Linked DNA regions of Gasterosteus aculeatus: region 1 is linked to region 2. A link is a contact called in public Hi-C data. All regions are on one chromosome and are shown on one strand. Each heading gives the region's core, a stretch centred on a gene start, on an enhancer-like site or on the middle of the called end of the contact. The rest is flanking DNA. Distances are from core to core; before and after follow the strand shown. Region 1 holds the start of dlgap2b (discs, large (Drosophila) homolog-associated protein 2b). Region 2 overlaps dlgap2b (discs, large (Drosophila) homolog-associated protein 2b).

Region 1 (6,836 bases), core at 942-3,441, 65 kb after region 2:
CACGTGTGTGTGTGTGTGTGCGTGTGTGTGTGTGTGTGTGTGTGTGTGTGTGTGTGTGTGTGTGTGTGTGTGTGTGTGTGTGTGTGTGTGTGTGTGTGTGTGTGTGTGTGTGTGTGTGTGTGTGAACGTTGTTGCTTATAGTGATAACTCCAATTAAAGTTTTCTTTAAATCTCTAACTGGAGCAGTTCGACATCTCGTTGTTTACAGCCCACAGCTTTACTGTTGTGGTCCAGTCCAGATTTTCTCCCAACAGCTGATGGGGAAAACTAAAAGTAGAGTATATATAACATTTATCAGGTGGACACAAAAAGAACTCGATGGAGCCAACCAAAAATGTGTCAGTCCGTTTTTGTATACTATTTTTCTGCAGCTCGCTTTAATAACTTTTAATAAACAATAGAATGTTGAATTGTTAAAAAAGACAAGATTGAGCAGCCTGATCTCCAAAACCTGTTCGTAAAAATGTATACAAAAATCTTGAACATACAAATTCGTAGTGATACATACGAAATAAATACGGACTGCAACTGATGACGTCACCCTATTCAAAGTGAATGAGGACCTGCACCCCGTAAACACACTTCGTGAAGTCTAACGATGTAAAATAAACGTGTTGCATTTTTAACGAGAAACCAATGTTAACTTGTAAGAATAGAATACTAACCCTAACCCCCTGAAAAAATCCAACATGGCGGAGAGACGTTCACTCAAGAATCCGACATGGTCCGCCATGTTGTTCACTCAAGGGGCGTGGTTAACCACCGCCAGTTCCTATGTATTGTTACGAATTTGTATGTTCAAGATTTTCGAGATACAACTACACGTTTGGGTGGATTCACCTGCACTGACATGATTGTGATGTAGACCTTCAAACAAATCCTCATTCAGCACCTCTGCCCCCGAGGCCAATGAACAGTCTGTAACAAGCCGAATACGTGGCTTTAGATCATGAAATATGTCAGAACTTTTAATACCTGTGTTTACTAAATTGAAAATGTCATTAGTGTGGCTCAGTGACGGCTCCAAAAATGTAGGTAACGGAAACATTTTGGGTGCTGGCTGAAAAAGCAAAAACCATGATTGATTTGTTCTTTGGTGAGTTATTATTTGACAATAAGGAAAAGATAAACCACTAGACTAACAGACCCCCAAAACAACTACAGGAAGCCAAAATGATCTCATCCTAATCTTGAAAGAACCCGGTAGCATCTCATTCCTTCAGATCCCTGCTACTGTAAAGCCACAGAAGTGAACGGTACCCCCCTCACTGTTTTTCACTCGATCGCCCCTCCCATCTCTTACCTGAGTCCTTCTCAAAGAAAAGACAGCAGTGAGTCTGTAGTAGCCATGGTAACACCTGTGACAGATGAAAAGGTGGATGACAGATATAGTACAATACTCCAGACATGCACATACGCACATACACATTGAGTGAATGGAGAGGAGCAGCACGATGGGAGTGTGTGTGTGTGTGTGTGTGTGTGTGTGTGTGTGTGTGTGTGTGTACAGACAGAAGAAACTTGAGGGAGAAACAATGGCACCCACAGCCTCCTCTCCACCTCCAAACACATGTAGGCCCCTATAGGTTCTCCCCGCACCTCACCCACGCGTCATGCATCATTCGGTGGTATCTGAATGGTATCGATTAATCTGCCCGGGAAACACCCCGACAAGTGCAAAGAGTCTTTTCATTTCATGCGCTGCACAACTTTCTGACATTTTGCACTTTCAACGTGACGTGAAGTGCGACACGCACCTGGCCGAGGAGAAACGCCGCGAAGCGCAACAACAGCAGCAGCAGCAGCCAACGTGCACGAACACTGCGCGGTGCTTTCTTCCCTCCTACCTTTTTCATCGCTGACATCTTCCTCCTCGGAGAAGGTCACTTCTTCTTCGATCGTGAACGGACGGTAAACAAGTGAGAGACGATCACGTCTCCTGGTGCCCCGGAGGATGTGCATGGTCTCGTCGGTTAGAAACATCTGCGACAGAGCGGCCGGAGGTTCCCATGATGATGATGATGATGATGACGGCGGCGGCGGCGGCTTGTGTGGGTTTTCTTGCCCGACGCAAGTCCCGATGCAGCTGCTGACTCCATTCTCCGGAGAGGAATTATAATGATGCCCTGATGTGGTCAGCGAGCGCACAGCTGCGCCTGCGGAGGCAGCCGATGCCAGGCGCCATTTTCACCAAGTCCGCTCCTGGAGCGCAGTTGCCTACTTCTATTTATGATAATAATAATTACAATGGTGATACTACCCAGTGAGCTCAAGACGTAGTTTCGGGTTGAAATGAGGTCTAAACATCTAAGACCTTATTTCAACCGGCTAAAAGGCGGATTACATTACATTACATGTCATTTAGCTGACGCTTTTATCCAAAGCGACTTACAATAAGTGCCTTCAACCATAGGGATACAAACTCAGAAGAGCAAGAAACAAGTGTAATTTCCTCAAATAAGCCAATTTACAATTTGCTATAGATAAGTGGCGTCCATTGTGTTCAAAAATGAAGAAACGCTGGGCGGACAAAGGGCATCGCAGATCGAAAGGTTAAATAGGGTTAGGGTTAGGGTTAGAGAGAAAGAACGGGTGTTGTGGTAAAAAGAACATCTCAGTTGAGGAGCCGCTGGTCTTTGCAACCAAGAGGCCCCAGGGCCCATTGACCCCCCAGTACCTGTCTGTTGCCTCCACCAGCGAACTCGAGAATAGTGATGTGTCGTTTGTGAACGATTCGTTCATTTTGAACGAATCCTTACAAGGACTTGAGAGTAACCGGTCCTCTCAAAAAAAGATTCGTTCATTTTCTCGTGGCCACGCATCGGGACTTGAATAGGCTCAGCCAAGAAAACAGAAATGATTCATTGAATGCAGGCCACGTGGAAACTGATCCTTCTGCCAACCAAGTGGTGCTGAGCCTATGCAGGTCACGTGAAAAATGAACGATGAATGAATCATTGACCCGAAGACTCGGTCGGGAGGTGAACGATTCGTTCATCTGCCGGATACAAATCTTTAGATCATTTTTCACGTGACCTGCATAGGCTCAGCACTGGTAGAGAAAACAGAAATGATTCGTTCATTTTGACTGGGTCTTCGGATACGGATCTTAGGATCATTTTTCATGTGACCTGCGCTCAGAAAAGGAAACAGAAATTGAGTATTACATGCATGCATTCAAGGTAATTACATTACATACAATCATAACTGTACATTGATGTTATTCGATTACAGTTTTACATTATTGTCATTACTTTATTGATTACACAGTTTCAGAATCATGGCATTCTGGTGTACACTATATGCATTTTATTAATTTTATGAACCGGGTCGTCAGTTTATGTCTATCCTACACGTAACAAGTACGATGAAACATCAACGTGCCAAAACAGTCCATTTGTTGATAAATGTGGCATGTTGTAACATACCCAGCCATGTAACCATGGTGATTTATTATTTGCAGCTAACAGCCAGGCTAAGATTAATCCAGGGAGGTAGTAATAAAGAAATCCAGTATAAGTGAAAACTTGACTTAGTGTGATCCACTCGTCGCAGCTTAATCCGTAACTTAAGAAAAAGCGCACGTATATCTCTTCAGCGTCACAGTTGAATATTAGTCAGCATTGTCTATATATTATACCCGTGACTTTTGCGCAAAGGAAGACTGATAATGATAATAATATAATGGAAATGAATGATCATTATTGTTGTTAATGTTATTATAGAGGATAATGTAACACTTCTCTACAACCTAACATGGGAAATTAAACAGAAAAATGAAAAACTTTACTAAGTGAATAATGGTTGAATTGATGCTCAATAGCAGTTCAAACATTTAAAATGTCGTATTCCCCGTAGTTACGAAAATGCACTTTTATTAGTCAATATGTAATATAATAACTTTATTTTTGTTGTTTATGTTCAAGTAAGAAAGTGCTTAACAGCAAAACAAAATGAATGAAAATCAAATCAATCAAGTCAATGTGTTCCTCCTACATACTCTAATTTTGCTTGATAACTTTGTTTCAAATTTCCCTAAACTTGGATATATTATTTATGGGAATTAAAGTGAGTGCGATTGGTGTGATTAGTGTGTCTGATGCCAAGAAACTGCACACGTGGCACACAGGAGGTCACTGACAAATTGTGGTAAAGTGCAGAAATTAGATAATAATAATAATAAAAAATCAAAAGTCAGACACTGCAGCGTGTTAATGATGGTAACCACGTTTTGCATAGGTAAACGCTGCCATTATACAATTACAACATTTTAGTTTACATTGTGACACTACTCCCCATCGACCCATAGGGTTTGGAAAAACGTATGATGCCTCACAATGTCTTCTTAAACAAGGTAATTGAATTCACAATGAGTAAAGGCTGTAACGTACATGGATTCATACTGTTAAAAGCTTGATTCTTATTTTATTTCTTTAACGATTCGTATTGTTAATTAAAAAGGCCAATTTAAGAATAATAAAATCGATTCAAGAATAATAAAATCGGCGTCAGTACTGAGTTCCGCCACTAGAGGACGCTACAGACATTATTCTTCCCTGTGCTCTGTCCGTGGTCCTGGAACTTCCAAACGTAATCCACATTTTTATTAAAATCTACAAGAGACTAGTCTAGAGATTAACTCCGTACGTCTCCATTGTGCTGAATGTTCAAACCACAACAAGCTCATGCTCCGCGTTGCTGACATTGTATTATTTCGCAACGTCGTTTTAACTCCATCATCATCACTTGTTATATACATTTTGTAGTATTTTTGTGCTATTTGCATTTAAATGATATATATATTTTTGTCTTCATATTTGGGATTTCTGTGACACCCATGAATGTTACTTGTATTCCTTCCTCAGCCGCTATGAGGAGTCGCACACGTCCGAGCACCTGCGTGCCACCACACCTGCGTTTAAAGGCAATCAGCAGGTGTAACTGCCTCTCGCGCTGTTTCCCCACCAGCGAATTTTGACGTAAAAAATATATTCTGTTTTTTTTCTTCTAATGCTTGCTTTAGGTTGAAAACGTCTCCAAAGTGCTTTAAATGTTGCCATTAATAAAAGTGATGTCGTTGATCCGACGTGCAGCCGCTGCGCAGTCTGTTTCTGCCTCCTTCTCTCTTTGTCGCATTGGATTTAAAGGCGAAGCGATATCATCGGGAATCGGACCCAAGTTAGAGGTGATGGCTGCTGGCTGCTAGCTGGCTTTCTTTAACTGTGAATATCGGATATCGGGAAATCACGATTGCCGAGTAATTTCAAACGGCGTCATCCGGTAGATTGGGGGAGACGGTAACGCAGAAAAGGCGCACAGGGCGAGACGGCAGCCCGAGAAGAAGCCCGCCGGACGGCCGGAGATCGAACAGGACGGAGGTCCACCTGGCAGGCTGAGCAGGTAAGGTCAATGCAGCTGGAGTGGAACGGTGTCATTTGTTGGACATGCTGCGTCAGAGTTAAAATAGTTCATTCAACAAAAGGAAGTCATCCCGCAACGGATTGTTGTTTTTTGGGGGCGGGTGGGCTCCAAACTTCATTAACCAACCGGGCAGTTTAATGTTACGTGGCTCCCTACAAGCGGGCAAATATGGCGTAGCAGATTATGATGACATGTTAGGAATCGATAAGAATGACCGGTTAATACGGCGCACAATTCATTCATCAACACCTTTTGTATATTTAATTTCAAACACCTGGTTTCAGTTGTAGTTTATGCCACAATACTTTGCAGAAAGAATGTGCAGAAGTGAGCAGTGTGACTCATCTCTGCTTCATAGGAAATAATGTGCATGACAAGTTTCCCTGGATAACAACATCTGGAGGTTAGTTGTGCCGCTTAATGTAACCTTCTTTTTTCAATAACTACAGCAATCCCAAATTGTCGGGTGAGCCACCTTGTTAGAAAGGATGTTATTATTTTAACTACACACATTTAATTGTTTTCGTGTCAAATGTATGTAAAAGCTGTGTAATTTGTCCAGCTTTTTATTGATGGCTGCTGGGAGATGGTCAATGAAAACTGGTATAAATGACTGATGTATTGTCCTGTAAGACATTGGTTCGTTCTGTGAGACACGTTATCCGAATATAACTTCAGTTTCTTGTAAAGTAAAATGTCCTCCCAACTGTGAGTCATTCTCATGAAGGATTTATTCCCTCCCGTTCACAGAGCAGCGGGCCTCACAAAACTGAGGACGCAGTGAAGGACACTAAAGGTGGCCACTCCAGAATCCCACCTCAGCTGGATCATGGGTAACCAGACTGGCAGAGACAGCAATGGCCCTACAGGTACATGAAGACCGAGGCACTCAACACATACACAGGCACTTTTTATATTCCATTATTAAATGATTAAAATTACTATAGTGGATTGAGAATACTCATGCTTTTGAGATGCCGCAGGCCAGTTTTCTCACAGTTGGTTCCGTCTCGTGGCTGTTCGTATGCGGGCTACTGGATGAGAATAGCTCCTCTGCTGTAGCTGAGCAGACATGCTGCTGCTGAGGAAATGATGAGTCTGCAGAATCCTGCAGCACAACACAAGGGCAAGGAGGGGAGGGGGGGGAATATGAGGTAAAAGTGGAAGCCGGCCTGTAGCCTGCTGTAATACAGCGTCATGGAGAAATCCAAAAGCTGTATGTATTTTTTGACGTGACACATACCGAAAGAAATAGTCTTACAGCAATACGTAAAGGAGTGGGAATATCGGTAAACGTCCCACAAAAAAAATGTTGTTCATGATTTATGCAGAACACTGGCAGCACTGGTGATTGATGTAATCACCTCGCGGTGGCACTGAGAGCAGCTGTTAGACTGAAACATGGTAAAACCTCC
Region 2 (6,584 bases), core at 3,043-5,542:
CTTCAGCCGCCTCCGTTAGACGTTCTGATCAAAAATAATTCCATTTGCTTTTGCTTCATTTCCATTGGCCTTTTTTTTTTTTTGCCTCACCGAGAAACGTCACTTCACTGCCGATGTTCCGTCTCGCAGGGAGCTCCAGCCTCGGACTGTTGTTGCTGGTGGCAAAGTCAGTGGCACTTTGTGTTTCCCTTTGAACGTGGCACGGGCAGCGTTACCCTGAAGTGGGCGAACGGCGACGAGGGCCGACACTGGAGGTTCAACAGTAATGCTTTTAACTTGACACGATGTTGCTGACAGGTGGAATGATCGTTTTGGGGACATGGCGGCTCATTCTGGTGGGTCGGAAAGTCCCTCTGAGCGGTTTAAAGCTACACTAGGCAAACTTCTGTTCAACTGTTAGCAGCTCGTGTTTACCAACGCGGCTGATCCGCCACACGTTTTAACCAAAATACCAAAAAGGGAAAAAGGAGGAAAGTCATTTTCTCGGTTTTTGACCTTCTGATCTTTGTCACTCAGGGAGGGTCGGGCCTTCTTCCCCACGTCGACAGGACCAAACAAAAGGACACGTTTACAACCGCGACCTTGCCTAGTGTAGCTTCAGCGGGGACAACCCAGAGAATGGCGACGGTTGATGGGAAAGCGTTGGGCGAGCGATGGTGACGGACTGTAACGGCGGGCTGGTTGTGACAACGCTGGTTTTGGACGTGGACGTGGACGAGAGGCGCCTATAGGGTGAACCCGGGGACCTCAAAGCCGCGTCTGGGCTTCGGGGATGTAGATCTCGATGCTGTCTGCCCGCTCTGTGACCGAGTTCTGTCTGAAAGAAGCCGCTCGCTTGGCGGCCATGAGGCGTCGGCGGGCTTCCTGCCGCTGGCGGTCCTGAAGGTCCAGGGAGCGCTCTCGCATCACGCCGCGGCCCTTGGACGGCCGCTTTGCCAGAGGTGGGGGCCACTTTTGCTCCTTCGCACACAGAATGATCGAGACAAAGGCTTATCGTTAGTGCGGCGTATCTGGGACATAATAACCAAACAAAGCATCTCCATCAAGCTGGATAGCTCCAACAATCGATAAGAATATCTAATTATCTGTCATAATTGTCTTCAGAAAACACTTCCTTTACACATAATACAACTTTATTAGAAATATTAATTGGAATATTGTTGTATTATTTTATTAAGTTTGGTAAATATTTATTTCATCATCATAAAAAAACAAACCAGATAGACTATGAATAACCAGTGGGAACATGATAGATATTCACTACGCAGTGCACAGCAGACTGATTATCCAGCCAGAACCTCACCGTTGAAAATCATTTACCTGAAGAAGGCCCTGAAATTTCACCCACCCACACATCTTGAGAGCGAAATCACACAAGCTTTTAAATGCATGGCGAGCTTTTCTCATCGCTTGGCTCTGTTGTGGAACTGTGCTTTCCTTAAAGGGGGAGAAGCCCAACAGAGCGTCTGGGTCCCTATTTAAATAACTCTTAACTCACAACTAGACCTGTAACTATCTATGGACCAAAGGGTCTCTAAACCCGCCGCGTGTCCTAATGTCTTTCTTCTCCCTCATCTAAATCATTTCCGCAGTTAGCAATTTATCAGATACTTTAATAAATATCTTAATATCAAACAATAATGGGTTTGTCATTATGTACAGCGACATATGTATTTGTTTTTTTGTTTTTAATGTTGCCATTTAGTTTCAGCACGTGTCGTTTTAGTTAGTCTGTTGACAGGAAATCTCCAAATCAAACTGTCTGTATGAATTTCCAATAAGTACAATAGTTTTGGGTGGCTTTGTTCGGTATTTTACTAAACATGAGTTACGATAATAGCGGACGGGATCACTGCACACAGTGTGGGTGTGAGAGATAAAATGAGTCCTAAATGGTTCCCAGATAGAAGACGTTACAATCTGTCAGGGCTGAACGGGTGTTGCCGTCTAACAGTTGTCCCTGCAGTGTTATGACAAGAATGATCAACCTCCTACTGGTCATAAGCCTGTGAAAGGAAGGCGGATGTCGTCGGGTTAGTTTCCTCAAAAGCTAAGTGAGTTCATCCGGAAACCACTTAGACTAATGGTGACGAGCTTCTGGATGCTGTACCTTCTTATCCGGACTCTCCACCAGCTGCCAACGGTTGCTCTTGATCTGCTGCAGCTCATCAAACTTGGCAGTGACGTCATCGATGGAAAGCTGCAGGAGGTCCCAGAATCCCGCCAGGTCCTGAGATGTGGGTCTGGGCATGGCACTGGGGTCCTGGGGAGACGGTGCAGCACCACATGTAGAGGCCTGTTTTGTACTCGACTAAAATGACCGTCCTTCTTTGTTAAGGACACTGATTAGCAGACAAAATCTACGGAAGCTTGGACTTCTACCAGCAATATAACACATTATTATTAACGTCATTATTACATTAAAGGGCAACAACAAATGCAAACTTTTCCTAAATAATTATAAAAACAAAAAAACCCAGAAACAATTCTATGTTAACTCCCCATTCGTTTTCAGGACATTTTGCTCCTCGTTGCCACCTCCCCATTCCCACCACTGTGTGGCAGTACGGCACCAACAATGACTCACAACCTCGGCCTTTTCCCTCCGTTGCCTTTCATTGCATCCTTTCTTTGAACAGCAGATTTTATCTATTGTGAGCAGAAAGTAAGATTCTTAATCATTAAAGGTCCTACGAGGTGATACATGGCGGAAAGAAATGCTTTAATCTTCCCTTTTTAGAATTTTCTGTCAGCACACAAATCACAGTCACCACAGATTTGACTGTTATTTAATGATTTGATTTCGAGGAATATCTGAATAAATTGTCTTTAAATGACAAACAATGCGTTGTTCAATGCTCCCGATACCTGCGATCCCCACTTGGCTTGTGTTGCGTCAACTGATGATCACGGCTCACGCTAATCTCGTCATGCAGCCCCACACAGACATGTGCTCATTGCCACAGACAGTAAACAAGGAACTAGTGTGATCTCAGACCGAGAAAGGGTCTGTCGAGTCAAACTGTCTGCGGACACACAATGCAGTTCCTCCTCCTCGGGGCCAGAAGGGAAGACGGAGCCGCTCTCTGGTCGACCTGATGACCCTTTATCTGTCATCTTATTATCCATGGGGGAAGAGGGCGATCAAAAGCGCACACAAACACACACACACAGTGCACCAAAAAAATCACAAGGCAGTGAAAGAACAGGTTGATTTCATGTTATTTTTGCATTTCATTCAAACAGCGCTTTAGTGAGGTGTGATTAGGTGCCTGCCTTTCTCTTTTCACTGTATTTTTCACCTCTGCTGTATTCGCAAAAACATTCCCACTTACGATACTATCATGTGCGCACTGTGTTAACAGCCGGCTTTGGAAAAGGTCTGATTCTGTAGTCGACGTGAGGAATGAACAGCGAGACGGCGCGGCGGTCCATTATTCAAACGCTCGGCACGGGTGCCGCCGCCCGTTGGAATTCCCCCTTCGTTCACGGCGGGGTCAACGGGGGCCGCTTCGCTATTGATCCCTGCGCTCTATTTCTGGAGTGCAAGCGTCAGACCGAGCTCCTTCCTCAGAGCGCCGGCAAAGACGGCCCTACCAACAAGTTTGACCCGGATCTTTGTGATCTTTCCAGGTAAGTCAACAACGTGCTCTTGTAAACACCACTCACCAGATTCTGCTGACACAGCCAGTAAAACTGCTGAAACTTTTGAGACATCAGTAGCTGAGCGCTTCCCACCGCACTCCGGATTTTTCCCAGGACTGGTGGACACATGGAGACAGAGGGACAGAGAGAAAGAGAGATTAACATGTTGAGTTATTCACATTCATCCGATGTGGTCACAAATTACAATTACAATTGTGTCTCTGCCCGAGTGTTAGCTGGTGCTGTGGCTACGGTTTCACACGCTGCCTAAAAAGCAATGATTATAGAGCACGTATCGAGAAAGCATTGACCTGGGACAACTAAAGCGGCTCCCGTTTTGACAAGACTGTAGTTTCCCCCGGGACACTCACTCTCCTCTGTCAGATCGTGCTCCTCCGCTTCTCTCTCCATCTCTTTGCACCATCCCTCCAGCCGCTTGGTTTCATTGTGAAGGAGCTGCATGAACCAGCTGCCGTCCCTGCGGAGCGGGGACACTCTGCCTGTGTCTGCGCCCTCCAGGCTGGGCTCGGCAAGCCAGGCTTCCGGCTGTGGGCTGGGGGGCCCGCTGGAGGGCCGGTAGTCCTCCCTGTAGCTGAACAGGCCTTGCGTGCGCACCGTGCGGATGGCGCCGTACTGCGTGGGCGTGCTGGGCTCAGAGTGGCGACCGAAGCCGCCGCCGAACTGCAGACCTTTGTCCTCCATGGAGGGAAAGCCCTCCAGCTCCATGTCGGCTTGCACTGCTGTTGTCACGCTGTTGGAGCGCTTGAACCTCCCGTGTCTAAAATGCACAAGAAACGTGGACAGCGCTTAACGAAAAGCACAAACGGACGCTGTGCTTCTTCTGTCTGAGCGACGTACCGTTTGTGGTCCTCCACCTGGATTCCTATAGAGTGGAACTGAGGGAGGCCTTTGCTTTCCGACTCAGAGTCCGTCACAGTTTCCACCTGACAAATGCACGAAACAGAACACCGTGAAAAACGTCGTCAACAACTGAAATGAGTGGTTCCCCTTCATGCGGATGCGCCACTTAAAATGACAGCTTTACATTTGGAAATGTTCTTGATGTGTTGATTGGAGTTGGGACAATTTTTGAAGAAAAGGCCATTGCAGAAAGTTGTGATTTGAATCACAACCGAGACCAACCTGTAATCAGTCAGATTGACACACGGTTTGAAGGTTGCCAGTTAGTGCGTTCCAAAGGTTTTAACAATCCAGTTAGTGCTGTATTGATTAAGTTTAACCTGATCCAGGATTTTGGTAAAAAGACAAATCAAAAAACGTGTCAAGATCAATCATCACCCGGATGCTTTAGTTCACGGCCAGTCCGCGTTCTCTCTAAACAGCTACATTTGCAAGACGACCGTCAATTATTTCCAACACCGTGCTCGCCGCTGTCTGCAAGAGACGTCTGTGGGCGACATGCAGTTCGGACGTCATCTACACGGACAGACATCCGGGCTGAAAACGGAGGTAATTTGAGGATGCAGTATCTATCAAACAAAGCAGAATGCTCTTCTTCACCTTTTTTGTTCAGGTGGGATTCTTATTACAATCAGGACAGACATGAGCAAGAGAGATCCTTATTTTGCTCTTCAATACCGCTGCTTTTAAATAAGCCCTGTTCATGTAATACAGCCTGATACCCGTAAAGGTCAACAAGTACTTCACACAGGTTGGTACATTTGGGAATTGGTAAAAAGAAAAAGAATGAATGAATTAATAACAGAATTAACTCATTTGCACGTATACTAATACGCTGTATTAGTTCAACATTATGAAATCTGACTGTCAACGTCATTAAGTCTTCAACAAATAAATCTAATCCTCTTGTTAGATAATAATCCAATAATGCAATGCAAGTAAAACAATTACCCAAAGTACATCAAATTGTGCCCGTTGCCTTCTAATAAAACCGGCGTTGGGTTGATTGAAGAGAAATGCTTTTACAGGGCACCTCTCATACATATTAACGCTCTGATCACATCCTTTCAGCAGAGACTAGAATAGAAGGAGACGGGCGAGATTGCTGTAATTAGCATAGCGGCGAGTGCGCTGAATGCAAAGAGGGCGTCAAACTGTCGGGCGTCGCCGGTGATGTCGTCACCTGTATCCCGATAGAAGAACGCGGGGTTTTGAGGTACTCCTCGGCCTTGGACACCAGCACCGCTTTGTCGCACGTCTGCACCGAGGTGTGGCTGCCCGAAGACGCGTGCCTCTTGCCGGCTGCCGACTCCATCGCCATGGTGACGGCCTTGGTGCTGTCCAGGCTGTCCGCGGAGCTGTAGATGGGACGGCCGAGGCTGTCCGTGGTCCAAAGGCCGCCCCGCGGGTGCCGGCCCTCCTGGTAGGCATCTTGGGTGGATTCCGTACTGCTCTGGGCCGTCACGGAGATGAGGGGCTTGGGGGCGCCGCGCGGCGGCACGGGAGGTGCGGTCTTCTTGTAACTGGGAGGATATGATACCGCTGCACAGCACAAGCAAGGTGAGAAGACGAGGACAAGGCAAGACAAGGGCAGGGGGATGAAATACAAACGTGAGAGTGAAAAACGTTTGCCAGAAGCTGACAAAGGGGCCGAGTCCCGCAGTTCACCTGGATCACACAGCGCGTGACAGCAGAGAAGAGGATGAAAAGCAACAGCAGCCTTGTAATACGTCTGTGTTTATTTGGGGAGGGGCAGGGAAGTATTATGGGAAGGATTTGCTCTTCTGAGGGTGTGATGATAATCCATCCAGATGGACCTCACAGCAGAGTTGGAAAAGAACCAACTTGACTGGTTGGATATCTTTCTTTTCTGAGCTAAAAGGTGTGAACTCACATAGTTTTGGAAAATCCTGATAAATTAATATCTCTATTTTAAGAGGTTTCTATACATAAACTAAGTTGGCTACAGTCATTCCATCGGTTAAGTCAACATTAGTTGATCCACAATCTACATTTCT

What was found. A called contact is a pair of places that touch in the nucleus more often than the background predicts.
Region 1: a Hi-C map of liver shows a contact between it and region 2, with 4 times the contacts expected there. The contact joins the promoter of dlgap2b here to the enhancer-like site in region 2. A contact is called at or near these places in 4 of 6 Hi-C or Micro-C datasets (liver, skeletal muscle, tail fin and 1 more).

Annotation. Positions count from the first base shown.
Region 1 is chr18:8,082,737-8,089,572 of fGasAcu3.hap1.1, forward strand. It overlaps dlgap2b (discs, large (Drosophila) homolog-associated protein 2b), which reads right to left and starts at 2,192. Exons shown (of 12, transcript XM_078093083.1): 1 at 1,848-2,192. The coding sequence starts at 1,983. LOC120807776 reads left to right here and starts at 4,882. Exons shown (of 12, transcript XM_040160140.2): 1 at 4,882-5,400; 2 at 6,172-6,290. The coding sequence starts at 6,251.
Region 2 is chr18:8,016,044-8,022,627 of fGasAcu3.hap1.1, forward strand. It overlaps dlgap2b (discs, large (Drosophila) homolog-associated protein 2b), which reads right to left. Exons shown (of 12, transcript XM_078093083.1): 7 at 5,750-6,108; 8 at 4,504-4,589; 9 at 3,957-4,423; 10 at 3,670-3,761; 11 at 2,111-2,263; 12 at 1-960. The coding sequence ends at 748. Among protein-coding and RNA genes, the nearest start is that of dlgap2b, 66 kb to the right of the region's middle. Within about 2 kb of position 4,293, at least 2 of the 9 cell types and tissues checked have open chromatin away from gene starts, as enhancers often do. A contact at or near this core is called in liver, where this site is marked.